Linked DNA regions of Hordeum vulgare: regions 2 and 3 are each linked to region 1. A link is a contact called in public Hi-C data. All regions are on one chromosome and are shown on one strand. Each heading gives the region's core, a stretch centred on a gene start, on an enhancer-like site or on the middle of the called end of the contact. The rest is flanking DNA. Distances are from core to core; before and after follow the strand shown.

Evidence for each region. A called contact is a pair of places that touch in the nucleus more often than the background predicts.
Region 2: a Hi-C map of seedling shows a contact between it and region 1, with 5 times the contacts expected there. The contact joins the promoter of LOC123448098 here to the promoter of LOC123448096 in region 1. A contact is called at or near these places in 2 of 6 Hi-C or Micro-C datasets (leaf and seedling).
Region 3: a Hi-C map of seedling shows a contact between it and region 1, with 2.1 times the contacts expected there. The contact joins the promoter of LOC123448092 here to the promoter of LOC123448096 in region 1. A contact is called at or near these places in 2 of 6 Hi-C or Micro-C datasets (leaf and seedling).

What each region holds. Positions count from the first base shown.
Region 1 is chr4H:120,562,123-120,566,295 of MorexV3_pseudomolecules_assembly, reverse strand. It overlaps LOC123448096 (type I inositol polyphosphate 5-phosphatase 10-like), which reads left to right and starts at 1,975. Exons shown (of 7, transcript XM_045124865.1): 1 at 1,975-2,165; 2 at 3,853-3,971; 3 at 4,053-4,125. The coding sequence starts at 3,942.
Region 2 is chr4H:121,438,995-121,443,167 of MorexV3_pseudomolecules_assembly, reverse strand. It overlaps LOC123448098 (probable arabinosyltransferase ARAD1), which reads right to left and starts at 2,446. Exons shown (of 2, transcript XM_045124867.1): 1 at 1,375-2,446; 2 at 1-661. The coding sequence starts at 2,301. The coding sequence ends at 146. LOC123450346 (alpha-1,3-arabinosyltransferase XAT3-like) reads left to right here and starts at 4,114. Exons shown (of 1, transcript XM_045127648.1): 1 at 4,114-4,173. The coding sequence starts at 4,114.
Region 3 is chr4H:119,936,322-119,940,494 of MorexV3_pseudomolecules_assembly, reverse strand. LOC123448092 (cytochrome P450 714C3-like) reads right to left here and starts at 1,771. Exons shown (of 6, transcript XM_045124862.1): 1 at 1,542-1,771; 2 at 307-1,465. The coding sequence starts at 649.

The DNA.
Region 1 (4,173 bases), core at 726-3,225:
CACCTATCCGAGCTCATCGTTGTCGTGCCCCTGAAGGCTGCCGGAGTCGAGGATGACGTCCTCGTAGCCCCCGCGCGGCGCGGCCCACGTGGTGGTGTGAGAAGACAAGAGCATGCTCGCGCCGTCCTTGGCGGCGATGTCGAGGACGCGGAGCTCGCCCCCGTCAGTGGGCAGCCTCACGGGCGGGGCGTGCCCGACACCCTTCTTCTTCAGCCCCCACCATCGCCGCCGTCGCACCATCACCTGTCGTCTGTGTCGCCTCCACCCGCTCCTCCTCCCTCCGCGGTGCGACAGAGCTGGCGGGGCATGGGCGGGCGCGAGCACGAGCGCTTGGGCGCGAACTAGCGGGGCACATGCGGGAGCGAGCCGACGGGGCATGTGCGGGGGCACGGGAGCGAGCCGGCGAGGCGGTGGGACGAGCTGCAGGGCGGCGGGGCGAGCTACGGGGCGGGGTGACGGCGCAGAGGTGAGCTCGCGGGGGCGGGGTGAGCTGCGCGGGAGCACGAGCAAGGGCGAGCGTGCGGGGCACGGATGGGCGGCGAGGCGAGTTGGTGAGGCAGGGGCGGGCAGCGAAGCAAGCTACCGGGGGGAAAGGGGACGATGTAGAGGCGAGCTGCCGAGGCACTGTCAAGCGCGGGCGCGAGCCGACAAGGTGGTGAGGCGAGCTGCGGGGCGGGGCGACGACGTAGAGACGAGCTCGCGGGGGCTGGGCGAGCGCAAGCTGGCGGGGCATGGGCCGGCGCGAGCACGAGCGCGCGGGGCACGGGCGGGCAACAAGGCAAGGTGCGGGGCGGGTAGGGTGACGGCGCAGAGGCAAGCTGCGCGGGCGGGGCGACAATGCACAGGCGAGTTGTCAGGGAATGGGTAGGGCATGGGTGCAAGCTGCGGGGCAATGGGGCGGGGCGGCGGTACAGAGGTGAGCTCACGGGGGTGGGGCGAGCTGCTCGCTCATCAGATATTCGACCGAATGCTAACGTGAACATGTACTACTCCCTCCGTTTCATAATATAAGTCCTTTAGAGATTTTATTAGAAACTATATACGGATGTATATAGACATACTATAGAGTGTAGATTCACTTATTTTACTTTATATGTAGTCCTCTAATGAAATCGCTTAAAGACTTATACTGTATTTAGGAACGGAGGGAGTATAAAATATGCATGTCTCTCGTTTGGCGCACCGACTGATTCAAATACAAAAGCCAACACAAATGAACTGATAGGCGGTCCAAATGGAAAAAACATGCGTTTGTTTTGATCGTGCGGTTGGAGTTATCGTGACATACATGATCAATCTATCCGGGACGGGTCGGACACGGCTGCACGTTTTGGTAGTAGGAACGCGAGACGCAGTCCATGATCCATCCGTCTAAAAGAAGAAGTCAAAGTGGTCCATCGAGCAACATGCAACTAGGTACGCAGTACGTGCTGCCAGATTCAATGCTGGTGCCGCCTAGATGAAAAATAGTTACCAGTCCCTCTAGCCTATGAAAAAGAACTTGCTAGTACGTAGAAGTATGATACTACTCCAGTTTGGCGAGATTTTTTGTTTCGCAACCAAGACTGCTTATATTGAGAAAATGTTGCAAACCATGTAAGCTTGGTCTAAACTCCATGCGTTCCAAAAGACCTAGAATCCTAGATGGAACACAAATCAAAGTATAGGAGTTTTCTGAACCAAGAACGTCTAAAAACAGTCATGTGATTTGACTATTCCTCCAAAAAAATAGAGGTCAAAGTGGTCCGAGAATGTTTGACTTGATGTTGTGAACATGCATCTATAGCTACACCAGGAAATTTTGGTACTAGTAACAAGATCTGGTGTCTGACCACACGTAAAATTTGGCCATTTTACCGTGGAACGGAACGGAGAAGAGAATTACTCCTCCTCCAGGAACCTGGGGAAAAGGCAACGCACGCGCGGGTAACAGGAGCTGCTCCCCTTCTTCCTCCCTCCCACGGCTCCGTTTGGGTTTGACCTCATGTGACCTGACCAACCAACCACGTCCCCCCCACTCCCTCTCCATTTCCTCCCCTTCCTCGTCAACCGCTCGTCTGCGCCGGGAGCCTCAGGCAAAGGCAACCACGAGAAGGACGCACCGGTGACACACAGCCGGCCAGCCGGCCGGTGCTTTCGCAGACCGCCACCGCGTTGCAAAAATAGTACGTACGTTTCCTCCTGCTAGTAGTATTATTAGGCCGCGTCCATTTGGCATCGTTCCCGCCGCGCGCTTCCTTTCCAATTCCATGGAACCACAGCCATCGCCATTCACCAAGGTTTTCTTCCTCCTCCTCCTCCATGGCTAGCCTCTCCTCTTTTCTTCTCTTCTGTTGGCAGGCTTATCCCGTGGTGTAATTTAACTTGATCATTAGGGAGTACAGTAATCAGTTTGGTATGCTATCCCGCTTCTATCTTGCCCCACAACATTCTGCGGTTGTCATTCTGAATTCTTCCTCCATGCATGCCCAAAACCATGCTGCAATTCACCCATTTTTCTATGAATACTTTACTTCACTCTATGTTTTCTTGGGGGCATCGATCGACCACCCTCTGCTTTGGACGCTGCCAAGGCCAAAACGGCTGCCTCGGGGAATCAGTGTGGTCTCCTTCCCCCCTTCTTGGTTTTGGCGTGTAATCGGACAGACAATTATACTACCAAATATCGCACTTTCTTATGAATTTTAAAAGTGCAACTTCGTTTGTTTGTTCCTGTTGTACACTATACTATCAAACATTTTTTTTCTCAGAAATTTCAATTTCTATGTTTATTACAGTTCCTAGAGCCCCCTCACCTTACCACTTGCTGGATGGTTCCAAGGAGCTGTTAACACAGCTCTATGCTGTTTCATGACAGCTTTGGCTTGAGCTGCTGCTTAGTCTATTCAATTTGGAACTTTTCCCACTTGCTTGAAAAAGGCTGGTCAAACTCCATCACCTTCCATGCCTTGAGCTTGCCAACATAGTTTACAAGATCTATTGCACACATACATACACACTTCCCTTTTCTCGACGGAAAAAGGCGATATGTTGCCTCAAAAAATTACATTTTCATCTGTAGCTAGGCTTTTTGGCTTCATACTGGTTGCCACTCCAACTATATGATCTGACTTTATTTGCTACAAAAACTTTAGTAGTACTTGCGAGAAATTAGGATGCAGGTTAGTACGATATGATATGCTTGCTTCAGTGTGCTATCAAATGTGATTTCGACGGGTAGTCATGTCCATCTCACATTGTTTTGAGGAGTTCAATTTCCGCTGTTTCGTTTCGTTGTCATTGGTTTGTTGAAGTTTTCTGAAACTTCTTGTTTTTGTGCCGTCACCGTGGCAGCAGCAGTAGCATCGCCCCAATTGGAACTTCCAATAGCTGCTTTAAATTTCTTCAGGTCAACTTCTACTATTCCATTGAATTGATTGCATCAAAGAAGTCTAGGACACCTATTTCTTTATTTTTTATTCAAATAAACCTCTTCCTTTCTTTCTTTCTTCTTTCATGGTATAGATTCTTCCTTCTTATAAGTGGGGTACACATGCTTTGCTATCGTCTGCCTGATTGTGACACCAATTTTGTATGATTGTTCCATTTGGTGTTTTCTCTATGAATGCTCAAATAATTACCAGTATATTTGGTATTTGAGGGAATGGGTTTTCCTTTTTTAACTTGGTCCTTAGTTGTTCCTTTCCTTTTTAATAGGTTGATCCTATTTAAATACTCCTGTTTCCAGATAGATAGTTGTTGCTTGTCCTGTTTCTTAGTTTGGCCTTGAAAAACTTTTGGTGGCTGTGTTTCAGAACAACAAGCCTTGGGCTGTTTCTATCTGCCTGACTTATCCTTGGAACACTTTTTCAGGAATTAGATTAGGTCTCCTAGCTGTCAAGTAATTGCTTTGGCGCAAGGGCCGTTCATTTGATGCTGGAAGAAGAAGCTGGGTTCAGAAAATGGACCAGAAAATCAACACGAGGAAGAAGGTAACGCGTCTTCTCATCCCTTGCGGTAAGTTCCATCAATCCAGATAATTATCACTCGATTTAATTCTTCTCCTTCTTCAGTCTCCCTTTGGAAGTATTCCTGCTATGAAGGGTAGGAATTCTTCATTCAGACATGGTGCGGAGCACTCTACAGGTAGGTTCTGAAGTTTAGAACATCTATCCATTTTTGACGAAGCAAAGC
Region 2 (4,173 bases), core at 1,197-3,696, 880 kb before region 1:
CTTTTCCTGTTTATTTGATTCCTCTTTCAGATACTGAAAATCCTCTAAACATATGTGCCTTCATCCCAATCGAAGGCACCTTCACTAGCCACTGCTTGCCCTATCATCTGGAGCACATCATCAAATACATACACCTCCCTCCTGTCTATTTGCTTCCTCTTTCAGATCTTGAAGATCTTCTATACCTATGTGCCTTCAGTCGGATCGAAGGCACCTTCCTAGCCAATGCTTGCCAGATCATCTGGACCGCATCATCCTTATGAGATGGGAACTGGTACTCAAAATGTTTATCCACTTCTTTGAGCCTCTTCCACATCCTTGTCCATCGATGCTTGTTTATGCCTTTAATTAGTCTCATCAAGTAACCCTTTTTAATAGCATCAGACGAACGAACAAAGATGGAGAACTTTGAATAATCTAGGATATCCTCGTAAGGGAGCTCAATGTCGTCGCTTATGATAACAGGGACACAGTGGCTTACTATGGCGTCAAAGAGACGATTGGAAGAAGGGGTATCCCCAGCAATGTTTAGGCAAAACTTTGATGAGTGCATTCCCTGGCTGGCTTTGCTGACACCATGGTCCTGGACACTTCCAAAGGAAAAGAAAACATCCTTCTCGTCTTTGAGCATATTATATAGTTCCTGCCGAATGTTTCCTCCCTGTAAAAGAAAATATGATTGTGATATATTATAGCACCAAACACATACAGACATAATGGGGTTTAAACCTGCAACATGATATTCATATTTCTACAATATATTTCATATATCTACCCGCGATCAAAGAGATACACGAGTTGTGTTCCGATTCATGCATAAGGCTGAACATTTTCTGAGTACATTTAATTCATCTCAACCAAGGTGAGGGGAACCACCATGATGGTGTTAAGTTTTAGATGGCACCAAGTTATCCAATTTATCTCATCGTGTGTTCAGAAGCACTATCTGGTGCATAATGTACATGGTTTAATAATACTATTTGCTACCATCAACCACAACTCAAATTATGGCAAGTTTGTAGTAGCACTATAGCAGTAACTTGTGCAGTTAAAACTGAAAACACATCAAAGCTGGCATTCAGAAATCTTACGCTCTGAGCTAAGAATACCTAATGATTGATCCACAATCATATAACCAAGTCTTAAACTAATGATTCAATTACGACAATTTAACAAATTCTGAATTATGTCTCTCAATACAGATCTCATCAATTCTGTTCATCAGCTAAACCTAATTGGCCAAATACCAGCAGGCTTCTGCGAGAATTTAAGCAGTGCCATGACAGTATGTCACGATTGGCGTCTCATAGTCATAGATTGTACATAATTTAAGTTTTCAGTGTGCGGAACCGGATTAGTAAGCACAATTATTACCTCCTTCCTGTAAATGGCTCCCCGGAAGTATAACAATGTTGGCCGATCATCAAACCCGGCCGTGTCATTCACAAATGTCTTCGCCATATGTCGATAGGGCGCAATGAGATCCTTCTCCAAGCTGGCAACCCTGGGGTGGTACCTCCCAAAGTCAGACAGCACGAACACTGCTGGGAACAGCGCCGACCGGGCGTGGAGCAAGCTGTTGGGGTGGTGCGCGACGACGACATGGTCGGTACCCCCGGACCTCTTCCATTCCGGCTGCGCCACCAGAAACCTGACGAGCTTCTCCTGTAGGTACATGTCTCTGCTTACCTTCTCTGGCGGCACGGCCTTGGAGTGGCGGTTGTAGCTGAGTGATGCGAAGAAGGGGACGAAGATCACGTCCGCATCACGAGAGTCGGCAACCCTCACCGCCGGACCACACGGTGCCCCTGACGAGGATGCCAGGAGGTCCAGCGTGAGCCAGTACTCCACGCTGTGCTGCTGGTTGAGCCCACCGGGGTAGCGCGGGACTGCGCCGCCCCTAACGTCAGGCCAGACGCCGCCGCCGTCCCCGGGGGGTGGCGCCCAGCCGAGCAGCCCGAAGTGGAACTCCAGCGGCATGTCGTAAACGAACACCCTGACAGCGGCGTTGCGGGGGTCGCATCTCCCAGGTCCAGCAGCAGCCGCCGAGCCGGAGCCGGGGTCGTCGGGGCGGCCATTCTCGTCAAGAAAGGAGAGCTCTTGACCCTTAGCAGCGGATGTTACACGCACACGGACAGGGATGGCCGAGAAGTCGGCGGGGGTTGCCGGGACGGGGAGGCCGGTGTCTGCTGGGCGCCAGCGGCTGGCGCCGGCGGCGGCGAAGAGGAAGATCGTGGAGGCGACTAGGACGGTGGCCGCCGCCAGCGGCAGGAGGAGAGCGCGAGCACGGGGCGGCGCCATGGAGCGCGAGGCTCATGGCCGGAGTGGTGCACGGGGGAGCATCGCGAATCGTCGATCTGGTGGATTGGAAGGAAGGGGAAGCAAAGGTTGGGTTTTTCCGTGTGGTCGGAGTTTGGTTGGTTCTGGGTGGGTTAGCTGGCTGGTGTGTGCTTTCCGGACTGGGCCTTGAAAATGACGTGAGCATGCGCTGCTGGACTGGACTCTCCAGTAGATGAAGCAGCTAGTTTCATTTTTTTCTTGAGGTAATAGCACTAGGATCCTACAACTTGCATACAATGTGATGGTTTGATCCTAAAACTTGTAAAGTGACCCTATTTGATCCTACAACTTGTTTCTCTTGTGAAGTTTTAGTCCACAACGAATCACAGCGCGCAGAGTGGGCAGGGTTGGTGGTTTTGCAAAGTGGCCCTTCCATTTGTCATTTATTAATCAACACGTTAGTGAAGTTCTGCATTTGCCTACCTTTTTCTCATTGCTTCATGCCATTAGTAAATTTTGCACCTTGCAGTTAGCTCTTCATAGCTGCAGAATCGGAGAGAGTTCCGTCCAAAAGTTTGCAAATTTTATATTGTGTCATGGTTATATTTTGCCTCTGTTCTATGTTCTCTTTTCTGCTTGTCATCTTGTTTACAGAATCTTTGCAAGTGCTTCCTTGTGTTGGCGTTGTTGTGCTTTGGTTGTCAGACTGCCGCTGTTTATGATTTGGTAACAGCTTTCCTTGTCGTTGCCCCTCGTATTTTCTGTTGTTTCCATACAGGTTAATCAGGAGTGCATATACAAAGAAGAGTACTGTTTTCATTGTAAGACAAATTTAAAGACCAATTGCAGGTCTTAGCAAAAGCAGAGCCTAAGCGATCAGACCAATGACTGTTGTAGATATTTTTTTAGAAATATGATAGACATATTGTCCTGAGGGTTTATGATATCAGCTATTGCTATATCTTTATAGGCTACTTTCAAACTGAAATCGAGATTGTTACCTGCAGATACTAATTGCCATCTGTAACCCAGTTTGAGAAGTAGAGATCATTTCACGTGCAGATATCGATCCCAACTTATTTTGAACATTTGATTAGTTGAGTTGGGAGGTAGCCATGTGCCAGTTATGTCTGATTAACTGTGCGTTCGACTTATGTAATCATCTCTGATCCCTGCTTTCGATGTCTGAATCCCTGTGTTCCACCACAGTTGTGACGACGACCGTCAGGCGTCACTGGCCAATGAAGTTCTGCACATTATCAATGGTGCTCTGTTATGGCGATGCGGGTCTTGGCAGGAAATTTCCTTGCAGCTCTTTGATACTGTTTGCTCTATGCATTCTTGTTCTTTTGGTTTATGCTTCCCTGTTGTCGAAGCTGCAATATGTAGACTTGAAAGCTTTGCAACAAAAATTTCCATATATTTGAATGATGTTAGTTTAATATTCGATGATGAACGTGATGCTGCTATTGTTGTTGTGAATTTGGATTACTACATGGCCAAGGCATCTATTTCGGTTCCGTTAGTCAAGTCAAATTTAATGAGCAATTGGAGGTCTTAGCAAAAGCAGAGCCTAAGCGATCAGACCAAAGGAGGAAGGAGGATTTGGAAGGTAGGAAATCATAGCAACCAGCAAGAAAAAATATGTCTTAGTTTTTCATGGCCTGTCTAACTACCTTGAAATTGTCATATGTCACTGGCAAATTAAACTGTGCACATTATCAATGGTGCTCTGTTTTGATAGGTGAGGAGACGATAAAGTATACATGCACGCACGCATCAAATGAGACGAAATATTTCAAGACTGCTGTCTGCTTTAAGATGCACTGATCGGTACTGTTCATGGAGCCCGACGGTTCGCAGAGGGACGAGGTGTGGAAGATCAAGCCTTAC
Region 3 (4,173 bases), core at 522-3,021, 630 kb after region 1:
ATGAAATTTACAAAGCATAAATAGAAACAGAGACGAGAGGACATATACTACAAGATAGTGCTGGAGGCTTTGTGGCACTGTCATGCTGAATATTAGAAAGATTGGTTAGTCACCCCAACAAACTGTAAATATAAACTTTGTTATCTTATAGTCTTATGTCACAAGAATAAAAACATCTAATCAGCAACATACTAGAGATGAATTCAAAGCAAATAACATGTGTTACTGCTAAAAAAGAACAAAAAAAAAAGGTGTGGTTTTACTGCAGAGAAAATTCATGCATGGATGGAGCTTTTGACCACATACCATATGTTTCCCTCCAGATAAGGAAGTGAGGGAAGAGGGTGGATATGTAGTTACTGGTGTCTTGCTTCTGCGCAGAAACGGCCTCTTGCCGGATTCTCTTCATCTCCTGGGTGTTGCCATAGAACAAAGTAGGCCTGGGACCCCTAACTCCCTGCTTCCTCAGCTTCTTTCTTATCCTCTCTGGCCTCAGCCATAGTATGTCACAGATGTACAACAGAGGTAACCCAACAAGTATGGGAAGAAGCAGAGTTAGCAGATGAAGTTTCTCCATGAGACAGACAGAGTAGGGGAGAGAGGGGAGACTTCTTGTCAAACATATACGATAAATGGCTACTTTGTTCATGTCCAACTACTACAAAGTACATTATGCAATCCACTAGATTCTCATCGGTTTTAGAACTCGAGGATATGAATGCTATCTTGTCTTGTTCAGTTTCTGATTCTTTATTATCTTGCTTTCAGTTCTTGGCATCTACTGACAGTATTCTGCCTGGTTGACTTATTAGTAATATATGCGTCGTGTATATTGATTGATAGGTTCTCCGCTAGCGACGCAAAGCATACTTCTAAACAGAGGAGAGAATTTTCTGATAACCAAATAATAACAAAAAAAACAAGGATTACCTGCAACTATGGACCCTTGCAGGCTGAGTTATCAGATGGAAAACACGGTTAGAAATTTGAGAGTAAGAGGTCGTTGATGATGCAGCTCAGCCTCTGCTGAACTGTGTAAAGTGGTGGGGAAAATAGGTGAACGAATCCGGTAACAACTCAGAAAAGTTCGGAAACCTTGTATCAGCCTTTTTCACAGACAACAACGGCAGCAATCACGTTCTGTTCCACAGACGAAACCTTGCTGCGGGTGTTGCATGCTGCGATTGGCACCAACTACTACATCGAAATCAGACTCCAAAACTGTTGCCAAAACTGTTGTAGTTGTATTGCCAAAACTGTTGTTCAGTTCGATTTCGCTTACGACAGAGTGGATAAAACCAGCCGTCGTCGGTCGGAGAACCAACATCTGCCACATGGCCATGCGTAGCTAAGTTGACCAGAGCTCCTGGCTGTGGGAATGAGTCCTCGGTCAATGGATTCAACACTCGCGGCCCTGGATCTCGGCCTTCCTTGGCCGTCTTCTTGTGTCCTGATGATCCCCTCCCTGCGAATGGCGGAAGCATCCTCATTACCCACGGCAAAAGGTCCTGTGCAAGCTAGGCATCCAACACCTGGTTTACCGGATGTGCCGGCGAGGAGCGCGCCGTTGCTAGACCGCCGACTCCGTCGCGTTAATTGCATTTGCCAGCAGCGCGCGCGCCGGCGAGAAGAAGGAATGGCGATTAATCACTACAAACATCGAATGCTACGAGAATCTCTGGGAATGAGAGATCAATCGGCTACGAAGTTTACCCACAACGACGGCCATGTCGATTGAGGAATGGAATCGCGGATGAAGCAGAGGACTGAGTGAGGGGCAGCAGTAGAATGGGCTTGGACCTTGGAGAAGAAGAAACGTAGGGAGAGTGGGCCTGCTCCGGAAATCTCAGCCCATTGCCATCGAGGTGGCTCGGCCCGGCCGGGCCCACCTTCGTGCCTCTCTCTCACGCGTCTGTTGCGCTGCTCCCACTGTCCTGCGCCTCCCCCACCGCCACCCACCAGCCGTCGGGCAAGGGCAGAGCCCGCGCGGCTGGCCTGCCGTCTCCGTCGACGGGCATAGTTACGCATCGCCGTCTCCAGGCACTGACCGTGCCACCATGGTCGTGGTAATTTTCTCTTCCCACTTCTTCCCTCATTGGGCACTCAGGTTAATTTATCTGCTTATACGTTTCCTGACTGCGAAAACGGTGTTAGATAACTCTTGTAACCTTTTGTGTACCACAACAATAGGAACTAGGGAAAACCCACATTGACCACTTCAGCCACATGTATAGAACGTGGGACTTTCACCTATATATACCTCACACATGTAATCTATTGATCACTCAAGGAAGTTTCATATTTCAACTTGGTATCAGTTTTACCAGGTCCCTATGGCCGACCCCGACGCTGCCTCCTCCTCCTCCTCTTCCGCTGCTCCAATCTTTGGCTCGATGCCGACCTCGGTGACCTCCCTCGCGACCGCCGACGCCCACACGGCCGCCACTTCTCCTGCGGTACCGCCGCCACCCTTCTTCTTCCAGGGTTCCTCCCCTGCCCCCGGATCTCATTTTGCTCCTCTCTTCACCACACCCCCGTCGCCGCCGGCCACACCTACACCTCGCCACCCCATCTTCTCTGACCATATCACAAACCACATCAAATTTCACCTCAACCCCGCCGATCACAACTACCACAAGTGGAAATCTTTCTTCCTCATGGTCCCGATCCGCTATGGTGTACTCTATCTCATCGAACACCCTCCGCCTCCCAACGCCAATGCTGCCTATCTTGAGCTCGACGCCCACGTCGCCCTCTCGCTCTATGCCACCCTCGCGGATCCCATGATCGACCACGTTGTCGGCGCCACTACCACCTACTCCATTTGAAAGAAGATCAAAGACTTCTTCCTCGCCAATCGTGCTGCCCGGTTCATGATTCTCAATCGGCAGTACCGCAACCTCAAGCAAGGTGATCTATCCGTCTCCGAGTACGCGCGCCGCATGAAGCTCCTCATCGACGGTCTCGCCAACATCGACCACGCCGTCAGCGAAACCGACCTCACCACCCAGTTTCTCCATGGCCTGGACAAACGCCTCGACAAGATTCGCGTCGTCCTCGATGATCAGGAGCTCCCCTTCGACACCGTCCTCTCCAGGGTGGTCCTTGCGGAGGAGTTGTAGGCGCAACACGCCGCCGAGGAGAGTGCCTCCGCCTTCGCCTTCACTGGTGGTGACCGCGCCCCCAGCACCAACTCCGAGGCTAGCGCCCGTGGATCCAATGACCGTGGACCCATCACTGGTCCCTCTGATCGCTCCTCCTTCGACCGCACACAGGGCCATCCGCACCCTCCACATCAACCCGTTGGCCGTGGCCGCGGCGATGGTGATCGTGGCCGTGGACGTGGTCGTGGCCGTGGACGCAACGATTCCTCCGGGCGCAACCAGTCTTCTCCGCGGGTGTTCTCTCCATTCACCGGATATTTCGCTCCATACGGCATGGCCCTGCCATCACCGCGCCCTGGTTGGATCCCTCCCAATGCCGCTGGCGTTTTGGGACCCCGACCCGGTGCCCATGCTCACGCCTACGCCATGTACCCTCCTCCTCCGACGCCACCGCCATACCAACCCACGCCAACATCGTGGGAGCACCTCGCCATGCTCAACGCCGCCTTCAGCAACTCCGGCATCAACATGCCTCACGCCCCCCGAGTGGTACATGTACAGTGGAGCTTCTTCGCACGTGACCGACAACCAAGGTATCCTAACCTCATCTAGTCGTTCATTACAGCATGTTCCTTCTAGCATTCTCGTTGGCAATGGACAACATCTCCCCATCACCGCCACCGGCTCCACACTCCTTCATCCCCACAACTTTCGCCTCACGGACATACTTGTCTCTCCCACCGTAGTCACTAGCCTTATCTCCGTTCGCAAGTTTACCAAAGATAACTCATGCTCTGTTGAATTTGTTCCCTGTGGTTTTCTTGTGAAGGATCTTCGCACCCGTCAGGTCCTCATGATCTTCGCTAGCTCCCGCGAACTTGTGACGCCCTCGGCTTAATCGTACGCTAATCATACACGCAAATGCGTACGATCAAACCCAAGGACTCATGGGGAGATATCACAACACAACTCTAGACACAAATAAAATAACATCAGCTTCATATTACAAGCCAGGGGCCTCGAGGGCTAGAATACGAAAGCTCGATAAGCACACGAGTCAGCGGAAGCA